Regions from separate parts of the Mus musculus genome. Here region 2 is linked to region 1. A link is a contact called in public HiChIP or PLAC-seq data. All regions are on one chromosome and are shown on one strand. The core of a region is the stretch at or near the end of the contact, and the rest is flanking DNA. Distances in the headings are between cores, read along the strand shown. Region 1 has its middle 110 kb from the start of Gm32590. Region 2 has its middle 170 kb from the start of Mir21c.

The links. HiChIP or PLAC-seq counts read pairs in DNA pulled down with a chosen protein or histone mark.
Region 2: an H3K27ac HiChIP or PLAC-seq map of heart atrium shows a contact between it and region 1, with 4 times the contacts expected there. The contact joins two enhancer-like sites. A contact is called at or near these places in 2 of 484 Hi-C or Micro-C datasets (the HL-1 cell line and cardiomyocytes), 1 of 115 datasets of contacts at active chromatin or transcription factors (heart atrium) and 1 of 9 other capture datasets (embryonic stem cells).

Annotation. Positions count from the first base shown.
Region 1 is chr8:127,914,333-127,919,349 of GRCm38.p6, reverse strand. No RefSeq gene overlaps it. Among named protein-coding and RNA genes, the nearest start is that of Gm32590, 110 kb to the right of the region's middle. Within about 2 kb of position 3,644, at least 20 of the 459 cell types and tissues checked have an H3K27ac peak or open chromatin away from gene starts, as enhancers often do. A contact at or near this core is called in heart atrium, where this site is marked.
Region 2 is chr8:128,109,226-128,114,610 of GRCm38.p6, reverse strand. No RefSeq gene overlaps it. Among named protein-coding and RNA genes, the nearest start is that of Mir21c, 170 kb to the left of the region's middle. Within about 2 kb of position 1,255, at least 49 of the 459 cell types and tissues checked have an H3K27ac peak or open chromatin away from gene starts, as enhancers often do. A contact at or near this core is called in heart atrium, where this site is marked.

The sequences.
Region 1 (5,017 bases), core at 2,395-4,894:
AGCTAGAGGTATTCCCATCTGCCTTAAAGCAAAATGATACAACATATTAACTTAAAATGAGCAAGCTCTGAAATAAGCCCGTTTCCACAAGTGAGAAGGCTCTCCTGGTGAGAACGCTCGGATTTCCCAACTGAAAGCTTCTTAGACCGGGAGAAGCAGCTCTGGGAGATGACGCTCCCAGTGCTTGTCTTTCTCGTACATACCGACTTTCCTCACTTGTATCTCCCGGTTGTGCTTGGTGACACTGCATTATGGGACTGTGACACTAGGTTACTGTGTTGTATTTGGTTTTGATTCATAGCCAAGGTTCCTGCATCTTGCTGCTTCTGGCCCCTAATCTTTACCATCATTCTGTGAATGGTACTTTCCCCCTCATTATCCACATTCAGTGAACTGAACCAGGTTTCAGTCATCTGAGAGTCCTCGACAGAAACAAGTAAGAAGGAAGAGGAGAAGAGATGGAGGAAAAAACTAACAAGCAAAACAGAAAATGAGGGGTGGCTGTCTGAGACCTAGTACTACTTGGCCAGTGACAAACTGCCAGACAAAATCGATTTCAGTGTTCTGATTGTTAGGGTCCTGATATGAAGTGAGGCGTAATGGTTTCAGCCCATCTACTGCTTCAGCCAGAGTGCTGTGTAGGGAAAAATGGTCTCTTCCCCCAATTTTCCTACTCAGTGTGGAACAGCTGTGATCAGACCTGAGGTTTTGTTTCATTGTGGAGTCTCACAGTTCCATCAGTTACAATACCCTCTACCTTAAAATTGTTAGGCTCGTTGGTTAAGTCCTAACAACACAATATAAAACACACACCTGCTGCCAAACATGGTGGCACACACCTTCCATCCCAGTTCGAGGGAGGCAGAGACAAGTGATCTCTGAGATCTCAAGACTCATCTGACCTACATAGTGAGTCAGGTCAGCTAAGACTATGTGGTGAAACTCCACTTCTGAATCAATGACAGACAGACAGCTCTCACTTCCAAGTGACCAGGAAATAGTATATTCTGGATCCAAATCAACTGCCCACAATACCAGATCATAGGCAGGTTGCTGCAAATTCCATGTTCTAATGTGGTAACAATTGCATGAAATTTTCACAGTAGTAGAACAAAGAATTTCCAGCCCTATCAAAATATAGTGGTGGAAATATCAGGTGTGTGGGGGTTAAAGCAGGAAATTTCTGCTATGGTGCTCAGATGCTGTCTGATGACATTCTTCGTTGGTAGAAGCTAGGACTCTGTTCATATAGTCCTAGAGGGTTTGCATAATAGTCCTACCAGTAGGTGGCTAAAGGGCCAAAGATAGGCAAAGATGGTTTTGGCTTCCAACTTGTTTCATTCAGTTTTCCACAGTCAATTGGGTTTGCAGAATGTTTCCCTTTGGGAACTTCAGTTCATGATCCTCAGTCCCACAAGGCCATTTCTACTTCAGACAACCCTGGGGCTTTCACAGCCTCAGGGAATTGGCTCAGTACTTTGCTGGGCCAGCTTGTTCACAAAACTCAGGGAAATGTTACCTACATCATCTGTGAGTCTGTTAGAGTTGGCCATAAAAAACACAGCTAAAACACTGGATGAAAAGGAAGGTAATATATGTCATAGGGATGGGGACTCTGTGCCTTCTCTGGCCAGTCAGTCCCCAGCTCTTCCAGGCATTCAGCACTTCAAAAACTCAAGTGTTCACATGCAACTCCATTTCCAGCACTACCTGGACTCTTCCCAGAGGGGGCTGAAAATTCCAACTAATGATATGACCTTTCTGGTGACCTGACCCACCTACCCACCTGGAACTGCTGAAGACATTCATTAGCATAAGCTGAGGTGCTGTGCAAAGGGCTCATTATCTTTGACAAAAGGTATGTGTACCACTGCCAAGCCTGAAGGGATCTAAGAATTCTAACAGGAACCAGGGACAAAGACCAGATATGTTTCATACTATTCCACAATCAGAAAGCAAAAGAGTGCTCGTACTGAGAGGCTACATCTTGCTCTTACCTTTTTTATTTTTAAGTTTGTTGTTGTTGTTGTCAATGACAGTGCTTTTTGTAGTCTCCAGCTGCCATACAATTTACTGTGTAGGTACTAATGAAAGAGAACTCTCACGGAAAAGAAACACAAGACATGGTTTGTTCTAGAGCCAAATATGAGTGACCATGGCCTGGGAGCAAAGACTTAGTTTATCTCAACTATGATGTTCTAATGAGGCAGCAATTTCATGAGCTTTTATATTTGCAGAAAAAAAAGAAAGTCATAAGGCAAACTTTTCAAATCGATCAATGAGTATGTCACTTAGGAGAGTTATAGCAATGCAAGGGACACTCTACTCTAAGATGCTAACTAGCAGCACTCTTAGCCCTTTGGTGGGTAGAAACTAAAGGTCTGTTCATTTACCTAATAGTCACCATAGAAAGGTTTGTGTGTACAAAGGAGCAATAAACGTCTATCAAGGGGTTAAAAATGCTTCAAGGTCATTTGAATCTAGACTAGCAAAATTCCAACTTCTCCACATTACTGAAGTTTGAGTCAGTCAATCAACCTTTACAGACACAGCCTCTTTGCAAGAGCTCTTGTGTCCATAAACAAGAGGGGACTTGAACTCCTGGTCCTCTTATATATCTACCTCTTGAATGCTGAGGGCACAAATGCCACACCCAGTTCATGCCCTACTGGGGTTGAACTCCAAGCTTCATGCATGCTAGACAAACATTCAACCAAGTTACGCCCCCAGCCCAGCTTTAGTTTTTTTTTTATTAACATATATCAGCTGAATTTACTGTAGTTGTTTCATACAATTACAAGACTCTGATCAAATCTAATCACACTGTCTATACTTCTCTCAAAACACAATCATTTCTAGTCAATCACTATTTTACCTGTCATTCATCTATGTTTCTTCCTTCCTTCCTTCCGTCCTTCCTTCCTTCCTTCCTTCCTTCCTTCCTTCCTTCCTTCCTTCCTTCCCTCTCTCCTTTCCCCTTCCACATAGGGAGAGAATACATAATACTTGTTCTGTGTGTCCTGCTGGAATAGCTGCAGAATCTAAGGTGTCCCTAGTGAAATGCCCTGGTTGCAGTATTTTCCTAATAATAAAATGTACCTGGAACACATGGCTAGCAATAGAAATGAAGAAAATTTGTTTATAATTTTTTTAAAAAGCACCCCCCTAGGTAGAGGGAGACTAGTGAGCTGACAAGACAGCCATTCCAAAGCTCAGTGCTACTGATCTTTAAAGGTTTTACACAGCAACCATATCTCCTGCATTCTTTGTCCCAGGTTCTGTTTATTACATTGTAGCCCAGGTCATATGGGGTTTCCAGTTTCCCTCTGCCAGCTAGCTTCTCTCATACATTAATCCTGCTGTGCCTCCCCCACGTCTCTCCCTCCCTCTCCCTCTCCCACTCTGTCTCTCTCCTGCCACAGTGTTTATTCTGATCCTAGACCAGTTCCATGTATTTCATTGCAGATGACAGGGTCTCTGTATTCTTTACATGCCACATTCTCTTTTGTTGTCTGTTGATGGATATCTACTCTGGTTTCACATCTTGGCTCTTCTGAGTAGTGCCAGCAATAAACAGGAATGTGCAGCGTGACTTAGATTCTTTTCTGGAGTGCTATAGCTAGATCATATGGGAGTTTTATTTTTAGTCTTAGAGGAATCTCCATAATGATTTCACAGTGACTGTACCAATTTACATTCCTACCAGCAGTATAAGCCCATCAGCATTTGCTAGTTGACATTGTGTGTGTGTGTGTGTGTGTGTGTGTGTGTGTGTGTGTGTGTGTGTGTTAGTGCACATTCATATGCACTAAAGTATGCACAGGTGCTGTGGGACAACCCAGAGGCTGACAACGGGTGTCATTCCTCAGTTCTTTATCTTGTTTATTGAGACAGGGTCTCTCACTGTCCTAGTGCACAGTCAGTAGGCTAAGCTGGCTAAATGACGAGCCTAGGGACCCATTACCTCCCCATCCCTTAAGCTCTGGGGTTACTCGCATGCAACCATGTTTAAATTTTTTCCTTTTTAAAAAATATAAATTCTGGGTGTGGAATTCAGGTCTGCACATTGACAAGGCAAGTGCTTTCCTGCCTGTGCTATCTCCCCACCATAGTCTTTGATTTTTTTTATAACAGAGACTCTTACTGGGATCAGATGGTACCAGCACACACCGGCTGGGAATGCCTCTCAGATACTGCTTCTCAGCTCATGTAACTCTTGAGCCAGTGCTTACCATCAGCTTTCTCTGGTGCTGTGAGCACCGTGTTCACAGCCACTCAGCACAGTCCACTGTGGTGGGAGCTTTGGTAAAAAGCATGTGATCATTCTTGTTATCTTGCTTATGAAAATATTTGCACACCAGGTTTTACTTTATTAATATGTAGGTTTTGTTGTATCAGGAGAGAATTACTTGTGGGAACTAAAGTATGTCTTTTCATAACCTTAAAAAACACTGGGTTTAGGATTCACTTTCTCTATCAGGAAGCAGGACAGATAAAATTCCTCCAGTGTGAGAAGTGATGATGACCAGGCCCTCGGGATCTCACTGCTGGCATGGTCAGTTATGTTGATATCCTTGTCTGGCCAGGGCAAAGAAGGGCACTTTGGACATCTTGCTGTTCCTACTCGCCCATCACCACCATCTCCTTCTTAGAGAAGAAAGTAGCTAAAAGTTCTCTTAAGGTGATGTGGAAAGACAAAATCAAAAGGAACACAAAGCTACTCATATCACCCTAAATTAGACTTTTAAATATGCTATTGATATCAGAGAAATCTTATCTCAGTTTTCTCCTGGAATATGGCAAGGAAGTCATTAATCATTTGATGTTAAATTTATACAGATTGCTGAATAAATGACAAGGGCTAAGACCACAGGCAGTGAAGCAAAGGCAAAAGGAGAAGAGCAGGAAGAAAAGGGGTCATTTCCTCAGCAGGCTACTGGAAGCACGAAGCCAGTAGTCATGTTTATTTCAAGCCTCGCTCCCTGGATTCCTGCCTACCTAAATGGCAAGTAATTTT
Region 2 (5,385 bases), core at 6-2,505, 200 kb before region 1:
TGATGAGGGGTCTTAGTCAGGGTTTCTATTCCTGCACAAAACATCATGACCAAGAAGCAAGTTGGGGAGGAAAGGTTTTATTAAGCTTATACTTCCACACTGTTGTTTGTTCATCACCATAGGAAGTCAGGACAGGACTTCACACAGGGTGAGAACCTGGAGGCAAGAGCTGATACAGAGGCTGTGGAGGGGTGCAGCTTACTGGCTTGCTTCCTCTGGCGTGCTCAGCCTGCTTTATATCTTTTTTTTTAATTTTTTTATTAGATATTTTCTTCATTTACATTTCAAATGCTATCCCAAAAGTCCCCTATACCCTCTCCCCATGCTGCTCCCCTACCCACCCACTCCCACTTCTTGGCCCTGTCGTTCCCCTGTACTGGGGCATATAAAGTTTTCAGCCTGCTTTCTTATAGAACCCAGGACCACCAGCCCAGGAGTGGCACCACCCACAAAGGGCTGGGCCCTCCCTGCCTTGATCACTAATTGAGAAAATGCTATACAGCTGGATATCATGGAGGCATTTCCTCAAGGGAGGCTCCTTTCTCTGTGATAACTCCAGCTTGGGTCAAGTTGACATGGGGCTAGAGATGGCACCATAGATGGTGAAGATCAGAATGTTTTCAAGGATGGATAGGAGATTGAGACCTCTGCTCTGTGTTTCCAGGGCCCTATATATCGTATAGGAAATACAAGGTATATATAGTTTAAGGAGAAGATCACTAAATACGAGCTAAGTGAGACTGTAGAGCAGACTTAGTCATTAAAGTGCTTACCATACAAGCATGAGGACCTGGGTTCAAACCCCCTAGAACTCTTGTAAAAATAAACAAACAAAAAACAGACATAAGGTACACAGCTGTAACCCCAATGCTGAGTAGGTGAACACAGTAGGATCCCTGGGTCAGCCAGCTCAGCTTACTTGGTGATGTCTAGGCCTTGTCTAGAAAAATAGAGGCAACAGCCAAAGTTGACAATCACATACACACACAAACACATAGAACAGGTCACCCATACACAGACATGACCCACCCCCTCCACAGACACTCATAAAAAGAATTTTTTTCAATTAGCTAAGCATTTCCAGTCATCTTCACTCTGAGTCTTGACAAAGCAACATAGGGAAGGACATACTGACCTTGCTGGCTGGAACCTTTGGCTCCAGTCAGATTGGTGAGGCTGCTGAAGGCTGTCAGTGAACACCCTGCAATCAGGACTTGGCACAGAGGCTGTGAGTATGAGATTTGTCTCTGACCCTCTGTGAGCCAGTGCCAGATATTAATGAGTCATCTCCTGGGTCCATGCTCAGTATCTGTGGTGAGCATTCCTAGCATTCAACTTTGGTTTCATTCCAGTTATTTCAGACAAGTCCCACTTTGCATGATAGATGTACTCTTTGCTTTCATGAGCTTCAGGTGCGTGGGAAGGAAACCACAGCAAAGAAATCCAGCAGGAAGTTCCTTTCAGAAAGATCCATGTACCACCTTGGATGATGGCTTCTGAAAGCCTGAATCCCTAAGTGTTCTGAGTTCATCCGCTTACTGTTTGCCAAGTCGCTGAAGGGCAGTAACTTGGCAGGTGTTATTTTACAAGTGTAGTTTTACATTTGGCTGTCTCTAGATGAATGAGTCTTTAATTTTCACTGGGCAAGGTCATCATCAGAAAGGTGGATTCTGCATCTGACACTGCTCATTTGGGAAACAACACTGAGAAATGTGCAGTTTCCCTCCTCCTGCAGAGTGTTCTTGCTTGGAGGCAGATCAGGAAGGGAACCGGTTGATTTAGCTATTTGGGTAAAGATACTGCCCATCATTTAAGGGAAATGAGTAAAAGACAAATGTGTAGCCATAAATAGAATGCCTTGACCTGCATAGCTTAGGGATTGATCCTGCTTGGGGCTACAAGGGACTGAAGGAAGGTTAGACACGGACCTATATAGAGAAACTCTGGGATTGGGTGTGCCATGCAACTGATGGGGATGTACCAGTAATCCAGAAACTCAGTCCAATTACCAGAGCTAAAAGGCAGGTTTACTGCATGCAGCAGGGAAGGGGAGAAATGTAGCTAATCTCAGTAAGAGGTCTCTTAGGGGGGCAGTTCCAAGTTACAGTCACTTGGGAGGAGAAAGCTGTAGTTGATAGTTTCTGCGTTCACTGGTTTTAGATAAAAATCAGTCATTCATAACATCTAAATTGGGACAAGAGGAAAACGTTGTTATTCCCTCTGATCCTGACCCAGGGAAGGAAGGCCTTACTAGTCCCATGGGTCTGAGACACTGGGTTCTTGACATGGCCATGCTCATGTTAGCAAAACACATTTATTTACTCAGGACTTCATTGGCTCCCAACATTAGAAACTTTTATAGTTTTTTTTTAACCTTCTGGGTCTACGAATAGATTGAGAAAGAAAGGCATTCTAAATGCCATTAAACTATTTAATATAATTATACACATAATGCTATATATTAATATGTAAATAGATGTACTTATATATGTAGACACACTGTATATATGTATATATATATATATATATATATATGCATACATATATATGGAGAGAGAGAGAATGCAATCCAAAATGGTCTTGAACTCAAAATAATCATTTCTCATCTCCACAAATGCTAGAATTATGGGTGTGTACCACTACATTCAACTACTTACAATATTTATTAATTTTAAAGTAATAGCATTTATTGAACACTTATGAATTTGTCATACTAGGTGTATTTCAAAGAAGGCCTGCTTTATTACCTCTGTTTTGTGTGTACATGTGTGCTGGTGCATAAGTATGTGTGCACATCTGTGTGTGTCTGTGTGTGTATGTGTGTGTATGTGTGTATATCTGTGTATGTTTGTGTTTGTCTGTGTGTGTCTGTGTGTGTTTGTATATGTGTGTGTATCTGTGTGTTAAGGCTAGAAAACAAACTCACATGTCTTTCCTTAGATGCCATCTACCTTTACTGTTGAGACCATCTCATACTGGGATCTGGAGCTTGCTAACAAGGAAAGGTTGTTTGGTGGGTGAGTCCCAGAGATCCCTCTGTTTCCAGATTCCCAGTCTTGTGAATATAATTGTACACTCCACATTCAACATTTTACGTGGGTTTGGAAGACCAATCTCCAGTCTTCAGGCATACAAGACAATCACTTTGCCAATTGAGCTCTCCTTGCCTCTGTACCCCCCCTCTCCACCCCCTCCCCCATCCATGTTGCTTCCGTTTTACAGATAATGAAAGTTAAAGCTATGGGATGGAAAGTGGAAGCTGTGAAACTACCTGACCAAGGAAAGCCACGCACTAAATATGACAGAACCAAAGTCAGAACTGAAACTGAGAACTGCCTGGTGCCAAGGACAAACTGCCTATTCCTATTCACATTTTCTCTCTTGTGTAGAAGACCAGCAGAAGGATGTCTGCAGTTGCTACAGAGCTTTTCCTAAAGCCCAGATCCTCTGACCCTGGTTCTCAAGCTGAGCATTAGATGTGTCCAGCCTTGATACCACATGGCTTGAGCATTTGAAACATGTCTAATTTTGTATGTTTTAATAGGAATTATTTTATTGTGTGTCCAAACAATGAATTTCTGCAGATTTTTCTTTGTGTCCATACAGTTACAACTTATAACAAGTCTCTCTCTCTCTCTCTCTCTCTCTCTCTCTCTCTCTCTCTGTGTGTGTGTGTGTGTGTGTGTGTGTGTGTTAATCAGCTATCCTAACTGCCATCTGAGCAGCAGTACTAAGAGGAATGGCAGGGTTTTGACAAGACAGAAGGGTAGATTCTCTCCCTTCCCCTCCCAACCACCTTTCTAAAATATTGAGATTCATGGCTTTGAATTAAAGAATTATATCATATCAAATCAAGGTGTCATTTGAATGTGAAATACCCTCTGTAGACTCCTATGTTTGAACACTTGATCCTTACCTGATGGTCCAAAGGTTTCTGGTTGTGGCTCCATAGGAGGTATAGCATTCCTAAAGGTATTGAGTCACTGGAGGCAGGCCTTGAGATTTTATGTCTCAGCCTCACATCTTCCTGTCAGTTTAATATAATCACATACCTTACTCCCCTACCCAGTCTTCCCTGCCATGATGGACTGATTTCTTTCTTAAACTGTGAGCCAGAATAAATCATTCTATCCTGCTGTTTCCTGTCAGGTGTTTGGTTACAGCAATGAGATAAACAACTAATACAGCCAGTTAGAGCAGAGGTGTAGTATGGTGCACTGTCTAGTCAAAGTCTTGGTTCTATATATGGAACCAGGTAGTCAATTGTCTGAGAATAGTCTGAAGAGATGGGCCCAGGGAAGGATAGCTTTGGTATAAGCAAAATCCAGGAGAGAGCTGAGGCAGGAGATCTCACTGTCTAACTCAGACATGATAAGGTCAAACAGTGCACTTTGAGTTGAAGTAACGTAAATTTAGGAAGGGAACGGTTTTCTATGAAAAATAATGTTTGTCTTTGTTTTGGTGAATCTTTGCTGTCAGCCTGACTGAATTTTGGGTCACCTGAAAAACAGAACCCTGAGTGTTTCTGTGCCTATGTTTCCAGAGAAGCCGAAAGGAGGAGGGAACAAGCCCTGAATGTGAGTAACACAGCATGAGCTGGAGTTGAATGAATAGGAGGAAGCTAGCTGGGAACCAGCATTCTTCTCTCTTGTATGGATGCAGTGTGGCAGCTGTCTCAGGATCCTGCTGCTGTGCCCTCTCCACCATGATGGACCACACTCTCAAACTCTGAGCCAAAACCCAACCCTTTCTACCTTACACTACTTTTGGTCATAGCAATGGGCAATAGTTACAAACCTTCAGGATATAAAAGGAAGAGGGTCTAAGGTAAGGAGCCTGAAGATGAATCATGTTAATATGTCCTTTAGATCCTCCCCTTGGTCAAGGCTCCTAGTAAAAGCATCATCATCAGACTACATCTATTCCTGGGAGAATTTAAAGCACTTCATTCCCAGGGACAGCAGTAGGCCTCTAGGATGAACTCTGGACTCAACTGCCCTCCTGATGAGCAAGGTGGGAGCACCCCCAGTTATGTTCCACAGCTCTGCCTCCATTTCCAATTCAGCCTATGTTCACACTGCTCAGTACTTAACCTAGAAGGGTAGCAGGCACTTGAGAAAAAGGAATAGGTGACAAGGGTCACAATGTTTGAAAATTGTCCTGATTATGGCTTGATGGGAGTCGGGGTAGCATGAGCTGGGGACCCAGTGTACCCTTGCTTACTTACTAGCATTGGGTAACCATGGCAATCACAGCCTTTGGTCTGAAGGAAAAGGCTTTGTGAGGACAGGGTACAGAAGGGCATGTTTTATCAAGGGAATGGCTTTTTTTAGGATATGGAGGGAAATTATATAACAAGAGAGTTGTGACTCTCAGAGAGTGGGG